Linked DNA regions of Triticum aestivum: region 2 is linked to region 1. The links are chromatin contacts, called in public Hi-C maps. All regions are on one chromosome and are shown on one strand. Each heading gives the region's core, a stretch centred on a gene start, on an enhancer-like site or on the middle of the called end of the contact. The rest is flanking DNA. Distances are from core to core; before and after follow the strand shown.

Region 1 (6,247 bases), core at 1,000-3,499:
ATTCAGGCATGGAGGGCACTTCGGGCAGTCCAGCATCCAGCTTCTGCTGGTAATCCACGAGCTGGGTGACGGCTGGAGGGATGCCGCCAGAGCTGCTGTTCATGCTGTTGGTGGAGTGGTGGTGGCCCACATTGGGTTGGGGATGAATCGTAGTGGGTGCGGGGTACGCGGGTCTGGGTGCGAGAGCACGCTGCTCTCCATCGCCTGGCCACCAAGCACATCGCCATTGCCTTCCGTCAAGTTCGACGTCCACGCTTGTTTAGGCTTGGATTTGGAATTGGCGTCGAGCGAAACAGTTTTTTGTGGAACTTGGAAGTAGTAATTATATGGTTGGATCAGGACATGGATTGAATGTGTCATATGCACCGTTTCTCTCTGATGTTACAAATCAGTAGTGGAACTGATTCATTTGTGTCCCAAATTCGCTATGTAATATGTGATGTCGTTATGTTATAGCCTGTAAGATCTTTGTGGTAGCCTACATGTAACACGCATCATCCAGCTACTGCTAAGATTAATGACCAGACTAGTGCTAAAGTTTTGCATGGGCTCTTGGATTCCATGCTTCATCATTGTTGGTGTTGAAAAGGGAGACGATGAGCAGCGATTGGCGGCGTCGCCCTCCTCGTCGACCTTCCATGCAGCAGCGTCTCACTTGACAGCAGCGGCGCAAGGGAGGAGCGGGCGTACAGCTGCGCTCGTCACGTGTGGCAGCGATCGTCACATACGGCGGAACTATATTGGGATCGTTCGCAGGGAGGCGAGGTCATGTGGTTGTGATCAGTTAATTTTCCTGTTCTTTCTGGATTAATTAGAGGCATTGAATCGATCAGGCGAGAGCCGCACCCAAAGCTGAGAATATCAGCCTAGTCGGAAATTACCAAGCTATCCTCAAGCTGAGCTTTTAGGCGAACCATATCAATCGTTGGATTAACTTAATACTACACCTAAAACTCAGTAGTACAATGTACCGTAAATAATCTCTTATCTATCACAGGTAACAAACCGAAGGAAGACATACTTTAGCTGCTCTTGTGGTATTATAAAGCTTCTGGAGATTCTGGTGGCACTCAAGTTCAGCTTCATCGACAAGCGAAGTGTCTTGATTATGGCGTGCGCTGAACGTCTTGCGAACCGCCTGCAACATAAATGTAACTCTCTCAAGAATGAAACAGGCAAAGAAGCATGTCATATGATGCTGGAACCCATTCATTCATTCTATTGGACCAAGTAAAATTAGGCACAGCTTCCGAATAAGTGGGTATCCACAGTCAAACGTACAAGAAATGAGTAGGTCCAGATTAGTGTCGGAAACCTAAAGAATAGATATGCAATTCACTCCCTCCCTTCCAATGGCTGCTGTTCTGTTCTCCCAATACAGTGGTCACTACCCATAACCTCAAAATTCTCGAACAAACTCTGTGTGGAATTGACTGGGCAGAAGCAATAGCCGGGGGAAGAACCTCTACTTCCAGCGAAATTCCGGCGACCCGGTGGTCGGCGGGAGGCTGAATTTCTGGAATTTGGGAGAGGAATCCGTACCTGCTGCTGCTTGGCGACGTGCTCCCGCAGCTTGCTGGCCTGCTTCTTGAGCGCCTCCATCCGCGCCGGCCGACCGACCGACCGATAGGATCGATCAAAAGCGAAACGGCGCCTCTCCGGCGGTAGATAGGAATTGGGGAAATAATAGCGGCGCTCGCCACAAAATAGCGAACCCCGGAGGGGAAAAGCAGGGCAGCACTCTCCTGCTACACGACACGACGCGAAGCGCTAGAAGGGGAGGGCGGCGGCGGCGGCGGCGGCGGCACAGCGCTAGGAGGGAGGGAGCAGCAGTAGAGCGAGCAACCGCCCCTCGCCTCTCCGCGGTTTGTTGGGTTGCTGTGGTGGCGGTGACGATGGTGGTGGTGGTGGTGGGGTTGGTGCGGAAGCGGAAGCGGAGGGCAGTAGCTGCTGCCGTGGTCGCTCTGGCGGTAAGGTAAGTAACTGCCTGGCAACCGCAACCGAGGCGGCGGCGGCGGGCACGGAGCGCGCCGGCCGACGACGGTGACGGCTGCCGACCAAACTGTAGAGCGAACCGCTAAGCTGGACCGTAGAAATGGGGGTGTTCCGGTTTCTAGAGAAAGCGAGAACGCTGGACCTGTGACGGGATTGACCCGGAGCGTCGAGCCGAACCGCGCGTTACTCCCACGCCATTGGGGGTGCGCCGTGCCGTGCGCGTGGGAGGTGGGACTGACTGGGGGTGCGCGCGTAGAGAGCGACCCGACGCGACGGGGAGCGTAGGGGCGAGTGAACCGAAAGTGGCGGAGGAGTGGACTTCACTTGGTGCCGTACGTCCCGCCGAACAGTGCCTGCCTGCCGGTGGGAGGGACGAGCGGCCGGCGGCCATCCTCGCGGCGGCCCGCAGCTTATCTAATCTGCAACGGACAAAATCTTTGCATTTTGTTCCACTCGCCGGCCATCGTGCTCGTTGTTTGTTTAAGACGCCGGCCATTCCGCCGACGACACCACCAGGGATGAGACGATGCTGGTGGCCGGCTTTTGACTGCTGCCGGCCAGCCAAGCGCTCTTGTGCTCGGTCGCTCTCGCGTCGGCGTAGGCGCGTGGCTCCGCGAGGTCAAGCCTACCCCGTCATCTAATCTCATCTCACCAGTAAAATATTTGAGACCGTCGCGTCGTGTCATCTCAACCGAGTGCTTCCTGAGGTAAGCTCTCAGAGTCGCTTAACTCGCCACGTTGCAATCCATCCCGGTCACGACAGATTCAGCAAAGCACTGGCCAAACAGAAGAATGATAGGCTCAACTGTAAACAATGCGGCCCAGCAAAGTGTCGCCCTCAGGTGAGCTGGCCCAAATGGGCACCTGTATGTGACCTGCATCCATCATCACAGCAACCAAATGAAACTAGCATCAGAAGCACCAACCAGATAAGGGCAAGGGAGGAAAGACCCCTGCCGGTGACATGCCAGCACATTTCTATCATGATGATTCGCATCTGCGTCGTCTTAATCGCGGTTCACACAACCTGATTGATGTCCAAATTCTGGCAATGTAAGAAATAACAATGTCACGACACACCCCCACAACCAATACGGTTTCACTGTCACCGGACACAAAACCACATCAAACACATGAATGTTGCAGGACTGCAGATAATGTTATCTGTCATAGACGACGCCAAGGCTTTCAGTTCACTCTCTCTGCAATTCGCCGAGAGCCCAAGACAGGCTTCCTTTCTCCAACATGTTGGGAGATAAATCATGGAGGGAAGCCACCACAGGTCCGGCCATATTTTTCGCAACAGGAACACTTCACTTGTTCCCATCCTCGACACTTTGGTTTTCAGCCGCACCTTTAGGTTTTTCTTCTCGAAACTTAATATGATTCCTCTTTGCACTTCTGAGATTTTCTACCATCTCATGATCCCTGCAAAGATTTTGCACTTGTCACAAACTCTGAAACTAAAACAGACAGACACAGAGAATGGCGAAAGGACGACGGCAAAAATTACCCGCAATAGAACACAGTCCCTCCCGCAGTCTCCCATATCCTTTGTATGTTGCCTTCACCACCAAACATTTCCCTACAATACAAACACAAAGGGTCAATGAAAGAAGATACATCAAAGCACACAATATCAACACGAGCTATCCGATACATAAATCATACCTTGGCAAGCACTTCCGATGAAATGCTTTGGGGCAGCGCCTGCATAGCACCAAGTTCATTTCCCATGTTCCCCTTCCCTTTGATTGTCCTCTTGTTTTATTACCCTCCGATGTTGCATGTTTTTTCCTGCACGTTTCCTTTCCCTTTGTTTTTCCTGTCATTTTGTTATCCTCCGAAGTTGCATTTTTTTTCTTGCACGAGTAACATTCATGCATAGGGCATGCATCCTCAGGTATTTTATTGATATCCAATGGAAGACAATAAGGGTGGTAAAAGCGCTTACAGCCCCTCTTATTGCATTGTATGATGACCTGACAAAAATGTAAAACAAAAAGTTGGAAAACTAAAGGAATCTGATCTATCCTGACGAGCAACTGCATATGCAAAAAGATCTTGAATATTTTAGAGCCTATATGCAATCAAAATCAAGTACCACTCATAGTTGTTGCCTTGGCTCCTACATCTACAGAATCACAATACTTTAGCTTCAAAGAACTCCACTGTTTTTTCTCATTATTCTCAGTGACATAGAGAATTAAGAAATCAGTAAATCAAGTAACAGTTCCATCACAAACAGAATATAATATATCTCAGAAAATACAAAGTACAAATACATGTTTTTTCAGACACACCTGTTCGTCTCCTCCTTGGTCTGAAGATCCCAACTCTCCGCAAACAAAGCACTGGTGCTTCTTAGACTCACAATTTTCGCACAGAAACTCAGGTAGTTCCTATATAATATGATATGTATGAAAAGTTAGATGCCAATACCGGACATACTGAAACAAGAATAAAACTGAATAATTTGGTAAAGGATTAGCACCAGTTGTTCTTCACTCAGACCAAGAGTGTCGCAATGAGAAGCTTCACCAGTAGGTTTGGTTGGGTGGAACGACCTCCCACAGTCACCATCACAACTACAATGAATTAAGTTAAGAATATGTGTCAACCCTTCTTCAGTCAGGGAGCACGCAGGCCCCCTGGATACAAAACTTCTTTCGAGAACAAGAGCCTTGTAGAGTTCATGCAATGCAAGCTACAATGTTACGCAATCAGGCTACTCAAATAGTATACAGAATGACAAATGGCAATCTAGAGCCGTGATGGCAACTCTGAACATGGAGGAAATATTTAGGGGCTGTTTGGTTTTTGACAGAGCCAGACCCGCCAACGGAGGGCACGCCAATAATTGGCGAGCGATTTCGGCGCCGAGCTTCACCAAAAAGTTGGCGCAGATATACACTAGTAGCGCTGCGGTGGGCTGGGCGAGCCAAAATATCGGGGCTCATCCAAACGACCTCACCAGCCTGGTCAACGACCAATATTTTGGACGGGTGGCTGTGGGCAGCAATCTAAACAGCCCCTTACACATGACATGAGCAAATAGCTCCATTCAAAATAAATGAACTAAAATTATCAATCCTTTTACATGGTACATGAAAAAATACAAAAAAAATTCAACCGATCTATGTATTTATATGTGAACTAGTGGCATATAACTCTTCAAAATACCATAGATTAACCTGAGAAGAACAAAAATAAAAGATACCCTACATTATGAAAAAGACTAGACAAATAGAGTATGCCTACCATATCAAGTCGCCACCCTCATCACAAATAGCACAAATATAATCATCCTGCACAAGCATGTCATTTTAGTTATACATATTAAAACAAGAAGAATTGTAGTGGTACAAGTATGAAACAAAACAAAAATCTGAGCGGCTAAACTAAACAAATCAACATTGCCGTGCAAAAAACAAATGTACCTTGAAGAAAGGTTGATTGATGGTTATTTCCTAACACCATCAATATTTATCAAAATCTAGTCAGTACTGAACCTTTCCTTTTGAAATTGTTTCATTCGAATAATAATCAGTTAACATTTACTCATGCAAAGTTTGAACTGGGATGATACATTACAATGATAGTTTAGGGAAACACAAGGGGAAAGGTAGAAGATTATCTTTCTAGCATGTACCCAGTAAATTCATAATATGTAATGTGAAAGAGCTATTCACGAGGAGATGTTTTTACCACACTATAGTCCTTCTCCATGGCAGCTTTGGTTCCTGCTTAGAACAAAAGAATAAAGACAAGAGAAAATTGGAATTTATATGAACGACATAGAATTGCAAACTATAAGAAAACTAAAGTGTTGATGTTTTGATCATGGTACGAAAACACAGTAGCAAGGATAGACAACTAGAGAGAGAGAAGAGAGAGAGAGGGAGAGGGAGGGAGAGGGAGGGAGAGGGAGAGAGAGAGAGAGAGTAATAATCTTGTTGTACAGAGACTAAAGCGAAAAGAGTTATAAAAAGAAGAGGGTGTCCAGGGGGAGACACACGAGAGAAAACTCCGCCCAATCTTAATATGGTCGGAGCTAGGCATTACGAGAGAGGCGGCAGCGGCCGGCAGCTGTGGAGCAGTGCTGTTTTTTTGGGGGGGGGGGGGGGGGGGGTTCCAGCTGCGTGTGGAGGTGGAGAACTGCTGCTGTGCGGCTCGTGCAGCTGGCATGGCTGCTGGGATCGAGCCCAGCTGGTGGGGAGACGGCTGGTGGCACAACCGGCTGTGCAGGGTT
Region 2 (6,247 bases), core at 2,205-4,704, 870 kb before region 1:
AGAAAAATATGGAACTCACCATGTAGCACTTCATCCAGGCTTCCACCTGGAAGGTAGTCATATATCAACAGTTTCGATGAAGGGGAATTGCAATAGCCACGGAGATTGACCAAATTACGGTGCTTAACACTTCCCAATATCTCAAGTTCTCTATCAAAGAATTTGTCACGCCCTTCATTTGTTTTCACTATCCTTTTCAATGCAAAAACGTTGCCATCATCCATTGCAAGTTTGTACACAGTCCCAAAGCCACCTGCTCCAATGATATTTTCCTCATCCATGGTCTCTAACTTCTTAAGGATATCTTTTGTGGAGTAAGGGAGGTCCCCATGGAACATCACAACAGAAGAGCCTGAAATGATAAGCAAGGTTATAACAAAAGTTCTTTATGACATGTGAAGTACTGGCTTCGCATAACTCATGGCATCGTTACCTCCACATAGCTCCACCCTGAAACCATGGATATCTTTCTTCCCGAAACTTTTGTACAGAAAACAACCCCAGAAACACATCAGAGCCACTAATAGCAGAGCTCCCACTGTCGCGACCGCACTTATAACAACTCTGGAACTCCTTTTATTTGTGTCATCTACCATAATAAAACATCAAAACACATAAGAATGCAAAATTATTGTGAACTGAAAATACTATAGGCCCATTGTTGAGAATGCAAAATTGCCATAAGTGAGTTTCCTAGTGGAATATAAAAAGATCTATTAGCTATTATTGGCATCAATGATTAAATGCACATTTGACCTTGTCAACCAAAAATATTAGACGCATACAACAAATAATGTTAGACTAATGTTCAAATATCTGTTACCTTTCAAAGGCTGCTGGGAGCCATCTGATGGTGATTGAAGTGCATCTTTGCACACTGAATTAATCTGCCTACCACATAAATCACGGTTCCCAATAAAGCTGCATTACCATGTCAACATTCAGATGGGTAGAAGGAAGAGTAGCTTATGGCACAATGCATATACGCTTTTACTCGATTGAATATGCAGATTGAATTAAATAGATATAAATAACAGAGGAGAAGACAACTCACGAAGTTTCATTAAAATTGGCAAGTGAACCATCTGATGGTATTGCTCCTGTCAGAAAGTTCATGGATACGTTGCTGCATAGGATGTGAAAATAATCATTTGGCTGGTAGCATGTAGCTTATCGTAACAGGTTTGGTCAGCTTATGGACATAAAAAAAAGCACTTACAATGATGCAAGTTTGGTCAGGTTATCAAGAGAATGCGGGATTGATCCCTTCAACGTATTGCTGGATAAGTCCCTGGATAAAATAAACATATTTCAGAAATAGGAAGTAATATCTAAATTACTTAAACAGGGAAAGTGAATTTATCTACATTTCAATACATATAATTTGTGTTCAAGCCTTCTTATATGACCCATAGCAGATGTAGTGACATTAGTCTAGCATGAGGTATTTATCTGATGCGAAATTAATAATCAAATTTAATAAATAAGCTAAAACTACAGAGGACTCACAATGTCTCAAGCTCAACCAGATCACCAAATTCCAAAGGGATATATCCACTTATATAATTTCCTTGTAGATATCTGCAAGTCATTTCACAACAGACGAAATAAGAGCCTGGTTTCACAGAAGAAATAAAAGCAAAAATTGCATGCTAGAAGTTCTCTGGCACACATACAAGAAGCTTGTGACCAAATGGCTGTCCTCATGATCATTAATTATCAGTTGCAGCATCCAACATTCATTCAATGGAAGAAAAAAACATATGTACCAATCAGAATTACTATAAAACTTACAGTTGTTGCAACTTGGTACAATTTCCTAGCTCGGGAGGGAGTGAACCATACAAACTGTTCTCCTGTAGTGATCTAATAACATAAAACCACCTTTATCAGAGACCAAGTTTTTTGATATACAAGGCGGGAAGTAGTTAAGAAATGCAAAAAAGAAAAGGTGAACACACTTACAAAGTCTGAAGCTGATTTAGCCTTCCAACTTCTGGTGGTATGGGCCCGACTAACTTGTGATACGGGAGAATCCTAAATGGAAGGCAGTGAGTGACCTTATGGCAATGCAACTCAAAATACTGAATATGAATAGAAACTAGGAAATGGTGTCCAAAATATGAACACCAAATAACTGAAGCAAAACAGTGAGTGGATAGGTTAAGAAGTTGAGCAAATGACAGAGTTAATATACAGAGTTTTTTTCGAAAAGGAAGTTAATATACAGAGTGGTTTTCTGTTTCTTACAGATAGATCACTCTCTTGCTGTGACGATCGCATTTAACACCCTTCCAGTTGCAGGGATCCGCGTCTTGTTCGTGCCAATTTAGAAAGACCCCATCTGAATTTGTGATTGCCTTCTTAAAGGCGAGAAGTGCTTCACCTGTATGAAACAGTTGGTGCAAGATCAGTATTGGATAAGCAGAAAAAACAAATCAAATGGCCCGTGAGCAGCCACAACCATCATCACATACCATCTGAACTTAGCGCTCTTGCTGCACGAGCCCCCCAGTGCAGGATGATCAGAATAAAGAGGAAACTGGGCTGTTTTCTGAGAAAAAAGCCCATTTGTCACCACCTGGTGGAGCATACAAGGGTGACTAGAGCATGTTCCAGAGGTCATGAATGAGGATATACGGTATGCATCTTTACAATCGGGGAGAACCCAACCAACCAACCCTGCAATGGTGAAAAGCAAAACAAATCAACAATCATATAGTAACAAATTAAAGACGCGCTCAGGGAAAAATCTTAAGGCTTGAACGGCGGAGAAAAAATAGCAGATCAAATGCAGTACTTTTCGAGATAACGGTATCCGGGGCTTTCGCACGAAATTGGCGGCCATGATATGGGAGCTAACTTTTTTTTCGAGATGGTATGGGAACTAACTGAAGCAACATTTTCGGTCTTTTTATGCAAAAAAACAATCCTTTCAGGCCAACTGAACTAGCTGCCTTCAAGCATCTGACTTCGAGATTCCCCAAATCCAAGAAAATAAATCTACAGGGCGGAAGAATTAGGCAGGCTGGTTTCTCAAATCGGGAACCGGGAGCGGATCTAGATGGCGTGAGCGGCACGCCCGGAGCGGAAATCCTGGAGCTGGGTGGGGTTTAGCTAAGAGCATCACTGGATGGGAATGAGCCCATACCTCAAACCCTCAGCGGGGCGGAGAGAGCAGGAGCGCGATCTTGCGGCGAGGAGGGCGGCGGCGACGCTAGGCTGCTACGGCGCGGCGGCCGGCGGTAGAGCCACGTTGGGTTGGGATTGGTGGGTCAGGGGCTCAGGGCTCGAGGAGGAAGAGGAGCTCGGGGAACAGAGGTACCGACGATTAGCGGTGGGGGAGATGGAGGATGTGAGCTAGGGAGTGGGGAGAAGCGGCGCTGGGTGTGGTGTGGTGTGGTCACTGTGGTGGTGGTGGTGAGCAGAGCTGAGAGCACTGAGCACTGGGCAGAGTGAGGGGGGAGGGTAAATGGGTCCGAGGAGATTAGGCAGCCGGTGGTGTGGCGTGGCGCCGTGGCGGTGGGTGCGGGAGTGGGACTGGAGCTGGAGCGAGTAGTCGTAGCAGTGAGCGTGAGAGAGTGCGGTTTTGTCCGCGCACGGCGTCAGCGACGGCGGCACACGGGACGGAACGGGACGAACGGCTAATCGCTCAGTTACCACTTACCAGATTGCCTTGCATGATACTATACGGAATTTGTCTGATTAGATTTATTTATTTTATCTTTTTGTTAGATAAAATAGTGCTTAGAGCAAGTTCGTTGTCCGTATTGCTGTTTAGCAGCTATCATTGGGTTAAAGGTGTTTGTACTTATACCCCAGAAAATGGGCTTGTATTATGGCACGCAAAGTGACAACGACATCTCTCTTCACTTGGACGAGAAAAGCGACGGATTCTTTGCTGCGGAGAGGGCTTTAAAAAAAATCAAAACAAACCTTAAACTTGTAGACGAAAGATAAATCGGATCCTGAACTCCCAATCCCTGAAATCAACACACCGAATTCATTGATTTCGGACTATTTTGAACCTTGAGATGTCGATATTTTAGATGTGTGTGTGTGTCTATCTTTTTTCATAGTGTGTGTCTATCTTTTTTCATATATTGTACTCCCTCCGTCACATAATATAAGAACGTTTTTGACACTACACTAGTATCAAAAAAGTTCTTATATTATGGGACGGAGGGAGTAGATGTTGATATTTTTTAATATAAGTTTGATCAAACTTTGCAAAGTTTGACTTGACGCAAATCTAATATGCAGAGTAAAAATGACCGGAGGGAGTAGTGGCTTTCATCCTACGATCTGTAGCGCTCGTTTTCGATCCCTGCAGCACGCTTTTCATTTTCTTACATTTTTAACTGGAGCGAACACTAATGGGCCGACCCATTGCGACTAGTGGGTGCGAAAGGACGGTAATTTGCCCTGAAAAAAAAATCTCCCTCAACCGCAATCAACAATCCCGGCTTTAATTTGCCACATCAGCAATCCCTGTTTGGGAATACTCTCAGGGTTTAAAATAGGCCGGGATCAATGAATTCGGTGTGCTGATTTCAGGGATTCGGAGTTGAGGCTTCGATTTAGCTTTCTTATACAAGTTCAAGGTTTGTTTTGGACCTTTTCCTCTCTTTTTTTGCACGAAGAGGGCTCATATGTGTTAGAGATATATGTGGTATTTAGAGATTGTTCAAGATTAGATAGGAATTGTTTTCATATTATCTCTAGGAGGTGTCTTGCCATCCAAATCTTGTACTCAATATATACTCGCCCTCGAGGCTCAATAATACATCAATGATTCCATCAATTCCCCCTCTCCATCTACATGGTATCAGTCTAACCCCGATCCAAACCCAGCCGCCGCCGCCGCATAGCACTACACCACCCCCGGGGCGGTCAATCTCCATGATCGCCATCGGGGGACACGTCGCCCGTACCTAGGGTTCGTCCGCCGGTCGTGTTAACTGGCTACCCTAGAGTCTTTTTTTCTCGATTGAAAGTGCAACTATCCCCGGGTGGTTTTGGTAATTCCTAACAACATATAGCTCATTGAGCTAACATTATTCCAAGATTAATATTTCAGAAAAATCTCAATGAATGGCATGGCATGGATGAGGAAAGTGGATCCCTCAAAATTCTAAGGACAAAAAGTTTGGCTCAAGCTTCAAGATCAAGACTCTACATTTTATATTTTAGTGATCCAAGATCACATTGAGTCTATAGGAAAAGCCAATACTATCAAAGAGGGATGAGGTGTTGCTTAATGGCTTGCTTGCTCAAAGTGCTTAGTGATATGCTCCAAAACCCTCAACTACCTTCCCACATCCACATATGACCTAAACCAAAAGTCAAACTCGGCCCCACCGATTCTTTCTATCCGGCGCCACCGAGTTTCAAATGTCATAGCCACTGCCACAAACCCTAGCAATTCGGTTTCACCGATAGGGATCTCGGTCTCACCGAGATGGGATTGTAATCTCTTTGTTTCCCTTCGTAACGTTTCGGTCTTACCGAGATGAGCGATCGGTCCCACTGAGATTGCAATGTAAACTCTCTGTTTTCCTTTTGTAACATTTCGGTCTCACCGAGATGAACGAATCGGTCCCACCGAGTTTACCTGACCAACTCTCTGGTTAGCTTCCCTGTTCAAGAATTCGTCCGATTAACCAGTTAACTTGCCGATTAATCCCTACTCATAGGGTCACCGAGTAACGGATAAACCGATAAACCGTCCGATTAATTGATTAAATGGCCGATTAACTTGCCGATTAGCCTATTAATCCCCTACTCGTCAGCCAATCGAGCAGCTACCAGTTAACGATTTCCTCAACAATGGTTAGCTTGTTACCAAAATCGGTCCCATCGAGTTTGTGTAATCGGTCACACCGAGATTACGTTATGCCCTAACCCTAACCATATCGGTCCTACCGAGTTGCATCTCAGTCCCACCGAAAATCCTCACGGTCACTAGGTTTGCTGAATCGGTCCGACCGAGTTTAACCATTCGGTCCCATCAAGTTTGGCAAATTGTGTGTAACGGTTAGATTCTGTGTGGAGGGTATATATACCCCTTCACCCACTCTTCATTCGTGGAGAGAGCCATCAGAACATACCTACACTTCCAATACACATTTTCTGAGAGAGAACCACCTACACTTGTGTTGAGATCAAGATATTCCATTCCAACCATATGAATCTTGATCTCTAGCCTTCCCCAAGTTGCTTTCCACTCAAATCTTCTTTCCACCAA

The links. A called contact is a pair of places that touch in the nucleus more often than the background predicts.
Region 2: a Hi-C map of leaf shows a contact between it and region 1, with 3 times the contacts expected there. The contact joins the promoter of LOC123085393 here to the promoter of LOC123085390 in region 1. A contact is called at or near these places in 2 of 5 Hi-C or Micro-C datasets (both in leaf).

What each region holds. Positions count from the first base shown.
Region 1 is chr4A:99,017,796-99,024,042 of IWGSC CS RefSeq v2.1, reverse strand. It overlaps LOC123085390 (SH3 domain-containing protein 2), which reads right to left and starts at 2,249. Exons shown (of 10, transcript XM_044507019.1): 1 at 1,543-2,249; 2 at 1,022-1,138. The coding sequence starts at 1,602. It overlaps LOC123085391 (protein ENHANCED DOWNY MILDEW 2), which reads right to left. Exons shown (of 10, transcript XM_044507020.1): 4 at 5,704-5,738; 5 at 5,257-5,303; 6 at 4,490-4,583; 7 at 4,299-4,397; 8 at 3,667-3,977; 9 at 3,509-3,580; 10 at 2,926-3,423. The coding sequence ends at 3,309.
Region 2 is chr4A:99,891,046-99,897,292 of IWGSC CS RefSeq v2.1, reverse strand. It overlaps LOC123085393 (LRR receptor-like serine/threonine-protein kinase FEI 1), which reads right to left and starts at 3,454. Exons shown (of 14, transcript XM_044507024.1): 1 at 3,152-3,454; 2 at 2,478-2,682; 3 at 2,251-2,386; 4 at 1,966-2,037; 5 at 1,795-1,866; 6 at 1,510-1,581; 7 at 1,220-1,291; 8 at 1,055-1,126; 9 at 824-921; 10 at 434-589; 11 at 20-352. The coding sequence starts at 2,571.